4 separate regions of the Mus musculus genome follow, and regions 2, 3 and 4 are each linked to region 1. Evidence: chromatin contacts called from public Hi-C and HiChIP or PLAC-seq data. All regions are on one chromosome and are shown on one strand. Each heading gives the region's core, a stretch centred on a gene start, on an enhancer-like site or on the middle of the called end of the contact. The rest is flanking DNA. Distances are from core to core; before and after follow the strand shown. Region 1 has its middle 9.8 kb from the start of Gm33968. Region 2 has its middle 16 kb from the start of Gm33638. Region 3 has its middle 8.6 kb from the start of Gm29243. Region 4 holds the start of Dusp4 (dual specificity phosphatase 4).

Evidence for each region. A called contact is a pair of places that touch in the nucleus more often than the background predicts. HiChIP or PLAC-seq counts read pairs in DNA pulled down with a chosen protein or histone mark.
Region 2: a Hi-C map of bone marrow-derived macrophages shows a contact between it and region 1, with 23 read pairs. The contact joins two enhancer-like sites. A contact is called at or near these places in 1 of 15 datasets of contacts at CTCF or cohesin (the NIH/3T3 cell line), 3 of 484 Hi-C or Micro-C datasets (bone marrow-derived macrophages, cortical neurons and embryonic stem cells) and 3 of 115 datasets of contacts at active chromatin or transcription factors (effector CD8 T cells, embryonic fibroblasts and pancreatic cancer cells).
Region 3: a Hi-C map of bone marrow-derived macrophages shows a contact between it and region 1, with 24 read pairs. The contact joins two enhancer-like sites. A contact is called at or near these places in 1 of 15 datasets of contacts at CTCF or cohesin (pro-B cells), 4 of 484 Hi-C or Micro-C datasets (the N1E-115 cell line, bone marrow-derived macrophages, cortical neurons and 1 more) and 8 of 115 datasets of contacts at active chromatin or transcription factors (CD8 T cells, effector CD8 T cells, embryonic fibroblasts and 5 more).
Region 4: a contact with region 1 is called in an H3K4me3 HiChIP or PLAC-seq map of bone marrow-derived macrophages, with 5 times the contacts expected there. The contact joins the promoter of Dusp4 here to the enhancer-like site in region 1. A contact is called at or near these places in 5 of 39 promoter capture datasets (the C10 cell line, the HPC-7 cell line, cancer-associated fibroblasts and 2 more), 5 of 15 datasets of contacts at CTCF or cohesin (CD8 T cells, the NIH/3T3 cell line, large pre-B cells and 1 more), 19 of 484 Hi-C or Micro-C datasets (the Ba/F3 cell line, the C2C12 cell line, CD8 T cells and 13 more), 36 of 115 datasets of contacts at active chromatin or transcription factors (CD8 T cells, the NIH/3T3 cell line, SST interneurons and 28 more) and 3 of 9 other capture datasets (liver, macrophages and pancreatic islet).

What each region holds. Positions count from the first base shown.
Region 1 is chr8:34,528,396-34,532,065 of GRCm38.p6, reverse strand. No RefSeq gene overlaps it. Among named protein-coding and RNA genes, the nearest start is that of Gm33968, 9.8 kb to the right of the region's middle. Within about 2 kb of position 1,780, at least 60 of the 459 cell types and tissues checked have an H3K27ac peak or open chromatin away from gene starts, as enhancers often do. A contact at or near this core is called in the Ba/F3 cell line, the C2C12 cell line, CD8 T cells and 9 more, where this site is marked.
Region 2 is chr8:34,187,269-34,190,938 of GRCm38.p6, reverse strand. No RefSeq gene overlaps it. Among named protein-coding and RNA genes, the nearest start is that of Gm33638, 16 kb to the right of the region's middle. Within about 2 kb of position 1,863, at least 38 of the 459 cell types and tissues checked have an H3K27ac peak or open chromatin away from gene starts, as enhancers often do. A contact at or near this core is called in bone marrow-derived macrophages and pancreatic cancer cells, where this site is marked.
Region 3 is chr8:34,206,369-34,210,038 of GRCm38.p6, reverse strand. No RefSeq gene overlaps it. Among named protein-coding and RNA genes, the nearest start is that of Gm29243, 8.6 kb to the left of the region's middle. Within about 2 kb of position 1,773, at least 70 of the 459 cell types and tissues checked have an H3K27ac peak or open chromatin away from gene starts, as enhancers often do. A contact at or near this core is called in CD8 T cells and bone marrow-derived macrophages, where this site is marked.
Region 4 is chr8:34,805,808-34,809,477 of GRCm38.p6, reverse strand. It overlaps Dusp4 (dual specificity phosphatase 4), which reads right to left and starts at 1,868. Exons shown (of 4, transcript NM_176933.4): 1 at 1,305-1,868. The coding sequence starts at 1,749.

The DNA.
Region 1 (3,670 bases), core at 531-3,030:
GCCTGGTGAGGTGGCGTGGCCTGCTGTGCGTGGATGGGAACTGAGAGTATAAAAGAGTGAGAGGCCCAGGGTTCGGGGGAGATATAAACAAGGGAGATATAGAGAAAGAAGAAACAGGACTGAATAAACGTGTGCAGAAGGATCCTGTTGCAGCGTCATTCTTCCTGGCCAGTTGGGCTCGCGCAAGATCTCACCACTCAAAATGGTACGCAATTCAAAACAGATTATTTCCAGAGGTTTCTGTTTCATATTTTCAGACTGTGGTTGATCTCAGGTAACTGGAACAAACAAACAAACAAAGCAAACAAACAGAAACTGGGAAAAACATGAAAAAATGAACTGCAATTGATTGATTGGTCAGAGAATGGCTGAATATTTCATGCACTGAGAGAGTTCCCAGTAGTCTCCATCCTTGCCCGGCAGGAGTCCTCAGCTGCCTCCAACCTCCTAAGTGGATTCAGGTTGAGTTTCCTACAATTCTGACTCCTGAAGTGTCAGCTGAAGTGGGTGGAGCCAACACTGGCACTCTTTCTATTCTGTAGAAGCCTGACCATGAACACAGAAGCATTGGTAGTAGCCACTGTGAACTTAAGCCTCAGAAAGACATGCAGAGGACAGAGTCCATACCTAAGTGGCTTGTTGAAAACAAAGGCAGGAAGTGCTCAGACAGCCCGGACCCAGCTCTGACACACTCCATTCTGACATGCAGCATTCTGTGCATGCTGCCAAAAACTCGGCAGGGAGGAGGTGGGCAGAGGCCATGGAGGTTTTGTTGCAGTCTTCCAATATTCTTGGCTATAAAAGTAATGTGACCACACGATTCTTGCTCATTTCGGAGTAAAGCGCTCATAAAAAAAGTAAATTGTGAACATAAAACTGGTAAATTGGAAAATGGCCATCTGTCCTGGGAACACGCTAAAGAGGCAGTTTCCTCTAGCAAGAGACCATGTTGGGCTGCTCTATGCTGCTACAGTACCATGCCTGACCGACACATCGCTTAGGCCCAGCTGGAGAAGGGGTTCCTGAATGGGCATGTGGGAGCCTTAGGAATGAGGCTGGACGTGATCACTGTGATTTGCAGCAAATTATCAATATCCACATGGACTCCTCTCTGTTCAAAATGGGAATAATGATCCTTAATGTCGACAAAGACTGGTGAAGGGTTTTATGACTGGGGAGACAAAACTACAAGGCTGAATTTCATTTGTGATTACCATTGTTGTTATTGGCACCTGTCTTGTCTGTCTTCCTTTCTTCTTCCTTTCTTCCTTTCTTCCTTTCTTCCTTTCTTCCTTTCTTCCTTTCTTCCTTCCTTCCTTCCTTCCTTCCTTCCTTCCTTCCTTCCTTCCTCCTCCTCCTCCTCCTTCCCCTCCTCCTTATGAGGCAGAGTTTCTCTTTGTAGCCCTAGCTGTCCTGGAACTCACTCTGTAGACCAAACTAGTCTCAACCTCAGAAATGCTCTAGACTTTGGCTCAGGTAAGACCCTTGATTCCTTTGGTCCATGACACATGAGCGTACTTGAGCTAAAGACTGTTCAGTGCTCTGTTTTCTCAGGTATCTTAGGAGACAGAGGTGCTAAAAAGAAATTGGTAGATTGGTTCATGAGTCCTTTGGGTCCTCCACTGTGATTTCAGCCAGAGTGAGACAGGGGTCCTGGGTGCAGCTCTCAGTACTTTCATGGGACCTGCAAAGGCAGTGAACCCAAGCTCAGCCCAACTCTCACCAAGAAAGGAAACCTGCTCCCTGAGCCCGGCTTCCCTGAGTACCAGAGAAATGAATGACGGTTCCTTGTGACTCATTCTGAGTCAGACGGGGAAGGAAAACAAGGCCATCAAAGTTCAGCTTTCAAATGTGTAAAGATTTGGCCGTTTGATTTGTGACCAAGCTTGATCTGAAGAAGTAGAAGGGAAACTGTGAATGCTCCCTTCCCTTAGTTTATCTAAGCTCTTCGGGGGTAGGCTGGCTAGAGGCTCTAAGACAGTGGTTGTCAGCCTGTGGGTCAAAATGCCTTTAGCAAATTTCTATTTCCAAAATATTTACATTACAATTCATAACAGTAGCAAATTACAGTCATGAAGTAGCAATGAAAATAATGTTATGATGGGGGCCACAACAGCATGAGGAACTGCATTAAAGGGTCGCAGCACTAGGAAGGTTGAGAGGTGGGGGGGGGAGATCTTCCTGCAGAACCAGATGCTCACAGCCATCCTTAGTCAAGCAACACCTAGCCTGGTCCCACCTCTTTCCAGCAAGCATGATTGTCCTCTTCATCCGAGTGTCTTTGTTGCATTGAATCTTACCTACCCTGGTCTCTTTGGGGAGAACATGCTCTGCTGTACATTTATAGATCTCCTAGGTGTTCACAGGTTAGCATTTCTTCTAGGTTCTGCCCAGCAGTTACCTAGCAACAGCCTGGCTTGCCTTAAAAGGACTGTTTGGCCTCTCTCTCTGACCACCCCCTCCTGCCTCTCTCTGGCATCCCTGCCCACATCTTTCCACTTATTGACAGCCTGCCTCTTCTCTCCTCTCTCCCTTTCTCCTCTGTCTCTTTCTCTGTCTCTGTCTTTCTCTCCCTCCCTCTCTCTTCCTCTTTCTCTCTCTCCTCCTCCTCCTCCTCCTCTTTCTTCTTCCTCTTCCTCTTCCTCTTCCTCTTCCTCTTCCTCTTCCTCTTCCTCTTCTTCTTCTTCTTCTTCTTCTTCTTCTTCTTCTTCTTCTTCTTCTTCTTCTTCTTCTTCTTCTTCTTCTTCTTCCCCTCTCTCTGCCTCTACTCTCTTCTCACCCCCACTCCCTCTTTCTCATGTACCCAAATAAACTTCATCTTATACTAGACTGTCATATAGCTGACACCTCACTCAAATGGGCCCGCTAAGGCATCCCCTCCCACCACATCATAAAGGGTTTTACAAAATACATCACTAGGGACATCATAAAAAGTATCCAAAGCACGTGTCTTGACCAATGGAATTTACACTCTCACAGTGGAAGTCTGAAATCCAGGGGCTAGCAAACCCATGCTCCTTCTGAAGGTTCTGGGGAAAGGTGTGTGGGCCAGATCTTTTACTTCTCCATTGTAATAGCCTCAGATGTTCCTTGTCTCATGGAAAGTCGCTATCTCCCTGAGTCATTTCCTGGCATCTCTCCTCTAAGTATGTATTTTACTATATCCAAATTTCACTGTTTCTGAAGAATATCCCTCACATTGGGATTGGTTGGGATTTGTCCTAATCTACTCTTGTAACTGGATTACCTCCACAAAGACCCTATTTCCAAATAAGGTCACACTTCAAGTCACAGGTGCTAGCTTTTGGGGGCAGGTATGAGTTTGTACATGTGTGTGTGTGTATGGGGGTTGTCATAACTGAACCCATAGTGGAATATGAACTTTGATGACCACAGGTGGGACTCAGAGCTCCCTCCTGCCGATTCTCACGTACGTCCATATTCTCTCGAAGGAATTAAGTCATCTGGGCTTCATAGTATTTCTCTAGAAAGCAGGTATTTCTCTCACCATGCAAACTGGAAGTGATACATTTAGCACTGAGCACTGCAGAGATGGATCTGTTTGGGCTCAGAAAGGTCCTGAAGTCTGGGTGTGTTTTCACACTAAAACAGGAAGCTGAGTGTTCCTCTATCGGTGTCTGATGGGCTGAGCCTGTGGATGGTGTAAATA
Region 2 (3,670 bases), core at 614-3,113, 340 kb after region 1:
ACACACACACACACACACACACACACACACATATATATATACATATATATATATATGTTTGCCATGGTCATAGTGTCTCTTCACAGTGATAGAACAGGGTCTAAGGCACTACACTGTAAGAAACCAATATATATGTTGAATTTCTATACAACCAGTAATGAACAATCTGAAAGGAAATTAAAACAATTCCTTTTTCCAACAGTATCAAAAAACAGTAACCGATGCAGGATACCACTGCATAAAGATGGATCTTAGCAGAATGGAGAAATGGTTCCGTGGTTACAGTGCTTGCTGCATATCCACAAGGACCTGAATTCAAATCCCAGCACCCACATACCAAGACAGGCATATGCTCACTGTGCCTATAGCCTCACTCATAAAGGAGTGGTGACAAAGATAGGGGCTCTCTAGGACTTGCTGGCTGCCAGCCTAGCCAAAAATCAGAATCATAAGGTTCAGAGAAAACCAGCCTCAAAGAAATAAAGCATAAAGTGTTACATCAGTCGTCTCAACTTTACAAATGCTGCGGCCCTTTTAATACAGTTCCTCATGTTGTGGTAACCCCTGACCATAAAATTATTTTTGTTGTTACACCATAATTCTATGAATCATAATGTAAATATCTGATATGCAACCCCTGTCAAAGGGTCCTTTGACACCACCACCCCAATGAGTCACACAGGTTGAAAACTACTGTGTTAGAGGAAGCCACTCAAAACCTTCCTCTAGCTTCTGTGCTTACTCATACATATTACTATGCACATGCAAAGCACGCACACAAAGGAGTTAGACCCAGATCGGTGAAACACAATTGAATGTTCAGAAGTTACTTCCTGGGGGCTGGTGAGATGGCTCAGTGGGTAAGAGCATTAACTGCTCTTCCAAAGGCACTGAGTTCAAATCCCAGCAACCACATGGTGGTTCACAACCACCCATAATGAGATCTGATGCCCTTTTCTGGTGTTTCTGAAAACAGCCACAGTGTACTTATTTATAATAATAAAGAAATCTTTGGGCCAGAGTAGGGTTGACTGGAGCGGAGCGAGCAGGGGCAACCGGAGCAAGCAGAGATTCTAAAATTCAATTCCCAACAACCACATGAAGGCTCACAGTGTACTCATATACATAAAATAAATAAATAAATAAATAAATGAAGAAGAAGAAGAAGAAGAAGAAGAAGAAGAAGAAGAAGAAGAAGAAGAAGAAGAAGAAGAAGAAGAAGAAGCAGTAGCTATGTCCTTAGACTGGTTATCAATTGGTCTTACTGAATGCCAGTGTCACGTGGCTATCCCTAAGGGAGTGTGTTGATCGGGTCACCCCATTCTCTTTCCCTTATAAATTTCCAAAGTTTCTGTTTGTGTTTGTTGTGCTTATTGAGAAAGAATTTGAAAGAAAGGCATGCCTGATTATCATCCCAAAGTTCGGATAAGTTTGGAGACTTCTCCCCCTCCTTGTCCTTTGAGTTAACAATTAGCTGCTCTATCAATGACAGCATTAACAGGAATGAAATTCTGCCCAGCCAAGAAGCTGGGGGAGACAAGGTTCAAGGCTCATATGAAGTGCTGCAGAGCGTAGTTATGCCTTGTCAGGCCCACCCAAGCTCAGGCATCTCTCATAACCAGTTTAAGTGCCACTAATTTTCTAATTCACCTTAATCATAAACCTGAGTAGGAGAGATTACCTAATTGACAATCTCCAAGGGAGGGTGAATTCAAAACGAGTCCATCGGGATCTGAGGCTCACGCGTAGGAGGGCTCACCTCCAGAGAACCGCTCTTCCCATCGGTGAATCATACCGGCACACTCCGGGAGAAAGGGGCAAGAGTTAGGCTCAGTTCCAAGCGCGATGTCACAAGGTTATGCATCAACCCGTAGGCAGCAGCTGTGTTTGGCAGGGGAAGCTTCCTCTAATTAGGTATTGCTCCCTGTGGGCCATCCAGAAGGACCTTTCTTTTCTCCGCAGTTATTAATCAGCTATCCAGTATTAACAAGATCGGATCTGGAAGTATGCAATTCCTCTCTCCATCTTTCCTCCTAATCACTCAGCAGGCCACCTTACTAGCTAGCTCACTAATGAGGAGCTCGGTGACTGACTAACAAATTCACCCTGTTCCTGTCCTTAATGATCACTTGCGAAATGGGATACTTCCGCTACAGAGGCACAGGCCATTTGAAATGCTGAAATCATAGCTTTTCCGTGGCTTTCTGGTAAAACCTTATCTAAATTAGGCAATGCTAAAAAACGAGTAATTGAACATGTATCACACTGAGGAAATGCCTAGCTAGTGGACTTTTAAAAAAAAAAAAAAAAAAAAACACAGATTTAACACTTGGAAGTTGTCTTTCTCCAGAGACTGAGTTTCTTTTAACAAAGTTTCATCCTTCCGGAGCCTCGAGGAAAGAAGGAAAGTAATGGGAACAAGGGAGGGTCAGGGAGGAGAAAGATGAAGGCTGGAGAAGGAGAATATGGTCAAAATATGTGATATACTTTTCCCTTCTTTTTTATTTAATTGAAAGTATGGTTTTTATACAGTATTTTCTCATGGCTTCCTTCCCTTCATCTCCTCCCAGATCCTCCCACCCCACCTCCCCATCCATCCAACTCCATGACTTCTTTCTCTCTTTTTAGAAAACAAACATATATATATCCAGACTAAAAGAAAACAAACAGAAAGAGAGCCCAAAAAACCATATACACTGTACACACAGAGAAGCTTACACAAACTTATACACATGAAACTCATAAAACCACAAAAATCAGAAACCATAATATATAAGCACAAGACCAGGAGGGTAACATAGGTCCAAACTAAGCACTATGTGATCTCTCCAAAACATCTGCAGAGAGACCACTGAGTTCGTTCTGTGTTAGCCGTCTACAGCCGGGCACGGGACCAGCACTTTAGTGTGGTTTCTACACTCCGTGAGAGGCCGTCAGCAAACACTAGTTCTTCTTCTCAAGAGGTTGCCAATTGGACATAGCTTCTGGGTTAGGGATGGGAGTCTCTTATCCAGTTCCCCTCTCCGTGCTAAGACCCCATCTGTCTTAGGCAGATGTCTGATCTGTGCAGGCTCTGCGCATGCCTGGCCCAGTCTCTTGTGAGTTCATATGTGTGTCCTACTGTATCTGGAAGGCACTGTTTCCTTAGTGTCTGCCTTTTATTCTGCTTTTACCTCCTCTTCTGCAGAGTTCGCTGAGCCCTAAGAGGAGGAGTTTGATGAAGACATCCTATTTAGGACTGAATATGCCAAGATCTCTCACTCTCTGCACATTGTCTAGCTGTGGGTCTCTGTATTAGCTTCTATCTGCAGGAAGAAGTTTTTCTGAGTGAGACCTGATCTACAGGAGTTAGCAGTCCTTCTAGGCTCCACCCAACAGTTACCTAGCAACAGCTAGGTAGGCGGGGCTTGCTATAAAAGGGACTGCTTGGCCTCCCTTCCCTCTCTGACTCTTTTTCCTCTCAGACCCTTTTCTCCCTCTCTCCCCTTCCCCTCCCCACTCCCCAATGTTCCTGTCCACCCTCTTCCCCCCTTGCCCCCCCCTCCTCCCTTCTGTTTCTACACCCTTCTCCCTTCTCAACTCCCCTTCCCATGCCCCCAAATAAACTCTATTCTATACTGTACCTGTTGTATGGCTGGTACTTCGGGGAAGGGGTGCCTCAACATGGACC
Region 3 (3,670 bases), core at 524-3,023, 320 kb after region 1:
GACAGGTTTTTTTGGGTTGTTTAAAGATTTCATTGCAACAAACTACAACCGAAAGTATAGGAGACTGTTCTTCACACCAACAGACTCCATCACTAAAACAGAGGCTATTGGAACAGTGCGAGCCAGTACCCTAAATGTGGGAAGCCACATGTGCCGTTGCTGAGTGGCACTGACTACTGCTGGCCACCACACATAAGTTTGGACAAACAACCAATGTGTACATATGCAGTAAAGTTTTTTGCAAAGACACTGCCTGGCCCGGACATGATAATGAGGTTCTGTAAGGTACTGAGAGTATAACCAATCAGATGTGAGACATGCAAATGAGGTATGATAATGAGGTTCTGTAAGGTACTGAGAGTATAACCAATCAGATGTGAGACATGCAAATGAGGTATGATAATGAGGTTCTGTAAGGTACTGAGAGAGAGTAACCAATCAGATGTGAGACATGCAAATGAGGTATGATAATGAGGCTCTGTGAGGTACTGAGAGAGAGTAGCCAATCAGATGAGGAACATGCAAATGAGGCGTAGTGCATAACCAATCCAGGTGTGAGACACGCCTCTCCTAGGCCTATAAAAGCAGCACCAGTTCTGGGCTCAGGGTTTCTTCGCCTCTGCAATCAAGCTCTCCCAATAAACGTGTGCAGAAGGATCCTGTTGCAGCGTCTTCTTGCTGGTCAAGTCCTGCGTGCACAAGACCTAAATACCCCCACGTTGATTTGTCCATGACTGAAAAGCAACTAAACTTGGAAGAACAACAAGCAGTTTCAGGGGCACACAGGGAAGGTTTTGATTGACACAAGAGATCACCGGAAGGCATCTAATTTCTTGTCCTCTTTATAAGTCTGGGTTAGCCTGTTTACCACCTTTGCCAGGGTCAGCAAAGCCCCTCCCTGTTTCCCTTTTGTTTACTGGCCTTTGCTCAGGGAGGTGACCACACTACCAGCTCCCACCCAAGACCCTTCAATCTGTGGATAAAAGACACACACAGTTTATTCCTCCACAGTTTGTCTTCTTGACACAATTGCTGGGCTCAGATATCTCTCACCTAGAAAAGCATGCCCTTAGCAATTTATTATCTCCATCTTTCCACCTGCCCTAAACTTAGTGGCTAGTCCCATCTAGCCCCTGCCAAACATCCTTGTCCACCCGCTTATAGCAGAGGCTGCAGGCCCTAGCTGCCCCCTCCCTGAGACCTTACATGGTTCTTGTGTTCTTCGTCCTCCAAAGCATGGTAGAAAAGCCCCTCTCTGTGTCCCTGCCTTTTCCTCCTGGAACCCAGAAGTTCTGCCTGTACCTTCTACCCAGCAATTGGTCCTGGCCTCCTTTATTGACAAATCAAGAACCAATTGGAGAACAGAACTTTAGCATAAGCACCACCCCCTTCATTAGCCTCCAGGGCTTGTTCCAGAAACGGAATTCCCAAGTCCAACCTACAGCCCTGGCTTTGGAAGAACCACCAGTGAAACTCAGTGATTACTCTTCGACCACAGACACCAACCTACACCCTCTTGCCAGTCCTTCTTGGTAGGAAAGAGCAGGGTCAGACATTTTACCAACTTCTTCATTTTACAAGGAGAGAGGGAGAGACTCAAAACCACAGGCACTGAGGAGCCCCCACATACCACCACACCACCCAAGACAAAACTACCGACGCGGCTAAAGTGCGAGCAAGGCAGAATTTGCCCTGACATACAGAAACAGCAGCCCCGGTGATGCTTAGATGGATCTGGGCAGTCAGGAAGGTGGGCTGGCCTCACGAGCTCAGTGCCAGAGGAGGAAGGAGGCTCTTTCCGCTGACTCACTCCCCTGAATACTGCAGCTGTTCTTGTCTCTACCCCACGGCACACCTACCATTTTTCTGGTTTGGGTTCCAACCTTAGCAACTTGCTCCAGTAGATACTAGCACCACCTGCCCACTCAGCAAACCTGCACCCAAAGGACAACATCCGTGCAGCATTCTCTGCACCGCCTTTTGCTGAAGCCAGGATGTCTGCAAAAGCAGAAATGAGGCGCTGCCGCGAGCGGGCTTCTGGCAATACCGTCACCTACTAAGCCTGAGTTTGCACTGGTTTCATCAAGCCCCAGCTCCAGCCCAGTGACAGAGCCCTCAGGAAACAGGTGGCAGGTGCCCCACACTCAGAGCAGAGGAGACAAGCTCTCCTTGTAGGTTTCTTGGCACCTCCAACAAGGCCACACCTCCCAATACTTGCAAATAGTGCTACTCCCTGGTGACCAAGCATTCAAATCTATAGTGTGTGGGGGCCACTCTTATGCAAATCACCATACCCTGCAAGATCTCAAAGCCCACAAAGTGAAGACAGAGGCCCAGGCAGGAAAAGCTTGCCAAGGAAGGCATCCTGGCTGGACAGTGGGTTCCTCTGAGAAGCCAGTCTCTGGCGCAAGCCGTGGCTTGTCCCAGTGTAGCATCTCTTCACATAGTTCTCCACACACACAAGTCTGCATGTTTGTTGTATGGATTTGTTGGCTTGGTTCGCTTGAGTGTTTGTGCTGAAAGGACTATTCAATGGCAAGCAACTGTGTTCCACCCATACACATGCCCTGCCCCGATACCAGCTCAACCATGATGCAGCCCCTGGATAACCAACCTTTAATCACTGGAGCTTTCTGTGTGGAGAGAGTCATGAGGTGGACCTGGAGCCACCTAGAATCTAACGTGAGAGACAAGTCCGGCCACCTGATTTCATCCCGGGGGTGGGGGGTGGGGGGGGGGTCACACGGTAGAAAGAGAAAACTAACTCCCCATGGCAGGCATTTACCCGCATGCAGTATGCAAGTAACTAATAAATGAGTGCAATTTTAATTTTTTAAGTAGAGCAGGCAACTATAGGTAATATATGTACATTGCTTTACGTAGCTCCGTGACACAAGAGATATTTTTTTAATCCTTTATTTTTTTAGTCAAATTAAATCCTGTGAGACCTTCCTATCCAAATGTGATTTAAAAGTTCACTTGGGAGCTGGAGAGATGGCTCAGCGGTTAAGAACACTGACTGCTCTTCCAGAGGTCCTGAGTTCAATTCCCAGCAACCACATGGTGGCTCACAACCATCTGTAATGGGATCCGATGCCCTCTTCTGGCATGTCTGAGGACAGCTACAGTGTACTTGTATACATAAAATAAATAAGTCTTAAAAAAAAAAAGTCACTTGGGGAAAAGAAGGTTGGGGGAGGGGTGGGGACTGTCTTTCTCTTTCCCAAGCTCATAAGAACCATGGTGCTTTGTGAGCCCAAAAAGAGAAGACAGACAACCTGCTTGCTCAGCACTTCTGAGCTCCATCCTCAGATACATGCTGCATATACTCAATGGCAGACAGCTGTGTTCCACCCGTACATATGCCCTGCCCCCATACCAGCTCATCCGTGAGGCAGAGCCCCTGGATAACCAACACTCTGCCAAGCAGTCACTGATGTTGCATGGCTTCCCATTCCTGAGATAATGGAATCAGATGGATCGACTTCCCTACTGATGAGAGAGCTCACAGCCCTCTCAATGGTTCTGGGAACCCTTCAACTCCCTCTTCAACCTTTTCGACCCTCAGGATCTCCTCACACAACAGTCCTCTCAGTCCCGTTGTGTTTTCTTCAAGGTGCTGATCACAGAGACATCTAGATTTATGGCCCATGTGTTAATGATCTATGTT
Region 4 (3,670 bases), core at 619-3,118, 280 kb before region 1:
AAAGAAAAGAAAAAAATCGCCCTGGCAGTTCAGCCTCAGATCAACAGCAGCGTTTCCCCAGCAGCTGACGGGTCAAATGGTCAGGAAACAACTGCGGAGAACAAAGCCCCCCGCTGTTCCGCACGGCCAGCCTGGCTCGCCCGCACCGGGTGCCGTTCGGAGGGGACGCGAGAAAGGGTTTCGCTCCCGGCCTCCCTTCCTTAAGGAAGACAAGACACTAAGAGGAAAAGTCTGGAAGACGGGGCGAAGAGCCTCGGCAGGGAAATGGGCGGCTCTTGGAAGGCGGAGGTCGGACAAACCTCCAGGCTTTGGAAGCAAAGACCAGACCCGCGCGAAAGAATGCACGGAATGCGGTGGCCGGAGGTAGGGGAGCAGCGCAGCAGGGGGCGCCCGACCCCCCCACACACACACACACCCCGCACCCTACAGTGCTCCCCAACCGGTGGCCGGCACACCGAGCGAGCTGGCAGGTGCGGCGAGCGGTCCCTCCCCTTTGCCAACGTCTGAGATACTGCGCGATCCTTTTGGGGTGTCTGACTTCTCAATGTGACAAGCCACCCTCTCTCCGGCCACCTAATTTCCTACGCCAGGGTTCGCTCGAACCAGGCACGCGCCGCTGGCAGAGTCGAGAATGATGTGTGAACAAAAGGTGGTAACTCTCTGCTCCCGGGATTAGCAGGAGCAGGCGCGGTTGTGCCTGGTGTCCCCCCACCCCCCCAAATACAGCACTTCAGCCTCCCTTAGACCGGGGCAAGTGGGGGTTGGCCGCCATCCAAGAAAGCTCTGAGTTTAGGCAGCGGGGAAAAAAAGAGATAGCTCCCCAGGTCTGCACCCCAATTCTCCTTTCCTCATTGACCGATGTGTATGAACTCCTGAGACAGCTCCTACCCTAGCATTCACCTTCCTTCACCCCCCTCTAGGGTTCCCGGGGTTATACCGAACCAGGCCTCTCTCGTCCCCGTGGGACCTAAGAGCGCGTTCTCAGTACTTGAAGCTGGGCTGCGCAGAGGAACCGCTGCCAGCATCCAGGCCAGAACCGTTCGCGTAAACAAACACGGAAACTCCAAGACGCGTGCGGATTGCAGGTGATTGGGGAAACGCGCCAGCACGGCCTCCCCGGGACTCAGGCTCCAAACCACAGCAAAACCGTTCACACTGACACGCACAAAGACACGCGAGGAAGGGGACTCCAGCACCCCGTAGTCACTCGGGTACTTTCCTCCCAATGCCCAGCAGGGCTCAGGCCGCCAAGTCCCTTACACTACCTACCCTCCCACCTCGCTCTCCCGGGCACCCACGTTTACCTTTAAGCAGGCAGATGTCCGTGCGCTCCGCGTTCCGGCGCAACGCCTGCACGACCAGCGACACCGTGCTGTCCTCCCGGAGACTCTCGGCGCGCGGGCTGCGCTCGTCGTAGACGATGACAGCCGAGTAGAGGCCAGAGCGCAGGCGGGCACGCACCTCTTCCTCGGCGGGCAGGATCTGCTCCAGGCTCACGGAGCCCTTGGCCCTCCGCCGCACGATGGTATTGCAGCGCACGTTCACCGAGCCTCGGATGTAGCCCGCGCTGTGAGCCAGAAACGGCCTGCAGTCCAGCAGCAGGCACTTGCCGCCGCTCAGCAGCCCCAAGGCGCCGTGGCTGCCGCTGCCGTTGCCGCCCGCGCTGCCGCCGCCGCCGTTCTCATCCCGGTTCATCAGCCTTTTGAGCACGCTGCAGTCCATCTCCCGCAGTTCCTCCATCGTCACCATGTCGCCGGCAAAACGCAGTAAGCTGGGGAGCTAGCTGGAGAAGGCCAAGGGCACCGGAGCCAGCTAGGCTAACAAGAAGGAACCAGGCGAGGGCTAAGAGGGCGCCTGCAGAAGTGACCCGCAAACTTGGCCCCAGGCTCTTCTCCCTCTAACACCCCTGCTTCCACCTCCCGCAGCCTCAACGTTACATAGCAGTCCCAGCCTTCTCTGGCGCCAAAGCTGGCGGGCGCGCGGCACCCGGGGCAAGCGATCGAGCAGGGGAGTGTGTTTACGAGAGAGGGCTCCTCTCGGTTTGTCGCCTCTGGTGTGTTTTGCTAGCTAGGGCTGCTTCTGCCGTGGGCTCCGCCGTTTCCCCCACCGCTGCACCGCCGGAGCTGCACGCACTGCCCCAGCCAGAGTTTCCTCCTCTGGCTTAGAGATTTATTAATGCTCGCCGGCTCTCCCGGGGGAGGGAAGAGTCATTACTACCTCGCCAGGCCCCGCCCCCAACGCAAGCTTCCCGCCCCGCCCCCACCCCGGCTCGTGAATGGAGCGCCGGCCCCCTCGCACCCAGTCACGGGGACTCGACGTCACAAAGAGAGGAGTAAACAGGGCGCTCGGTGCTGGCTGCCAGGCCCATTCATAAAACGGAGACCTAGAGGAAGAAAAGGAGGCAGCCTCCGACCCGCCCGCGAGCCGGCGGCTCGGGGACTTTGTGAATGGAGCCGCGGCGCGGTGCCCTGTCCTTCCTCAGCCCCGGAGCGCGGCGATCCTGGTAGAGATCGTTGCGGGTGGCGACGCGGGGCCTTACTGAGGCCTGGGCTCTCCGTGTGGAGGTCTTCACCCCTGCGCTCCCCCCCACCCCCCCGGCCTCCCCAGTCTTCGAGGTCTCGCTCCTGCAGCTCCGAGAAACCTGACACTGTGCGGCTGCCACCCCGTAGGGCTTGGGGACCTCTCCTCGCCGGACTTAATCTCGTTCTTCGTGCCCGGCCGGTTGTGTTTTGTCTTTGTTTTTTTCCATGCGATTCCCCGGACTTAGTTTATACATTAGCGTGATCGATTTCCATCCCGAGCTATTACATCTGGTTTATAGCTTCCCGCGGAACCTGGGCCAACGCAGATTTAGAAAGATGAAAGGGAAGGCCCTCGCGCCGAAGCCCAATAACAAAAGAGAGGTGGAGGGGTTTGTTACTTTACAACCCAGAGGGGGGCGTTAATTGGCCGAATGCTGTGCCCGTGCAAGAGAATGGGAGGCACTCGGGCCCAAGCTTCCTAAAACCTGCTTTTTTAACCATGGGGGGGGGGGGGGGGAATACCCGGAGGTTTTCCTCTTTGGTGGGAGTCCTCGCTTCCCTCCTCACACGCAACGTCCTCTAAGGAAATGACGGTTAAGGTCTACATTTGGTACGAAGGAAAAGATGCTGAAAAGTGCCCATGGGAAGAATGACCTTTTATAAAAGCAAATGTAATAAGCTAGGAGACGATTCGAGTTTCCGCATCCCTCTTTCCAGGTCACGTAGCATCTGCCACCCCCCATTTTACTTTCGGGGGGGGAGCATTTAATTTCCCAAGGGCTCGATTTTGGCAAGAGAGGAGGTTATGCGCGCATGTGGTGGGGACCTTACAGAGAGCCAAAAAAATTATTTGGCCGAGATCTTGCCAAGTCTTGTTAGCAAGAATTAATCACCGAACAAGGGAATTACGGGGTTTGGTAGCGGCGGCCAGGTCGAATATTCCATTTCAAGTTGCGACTAAGCCTGATTAAGGCAGCGAGGGCCGCCGAAGCCTTGGGGTCCTTCCCGCCCTGTTCAGCCTCCTCCACTGTTACCCTTTGCTTTGTTCTCTGCGTAGCTGCTCGCCCGAGATCACCTCCAGCTCTCATTTCAAGGCCTTCTACCGGCTCTCTGCACTCTGAAGGCCCTGACACCCCTTTCAGGGTCCA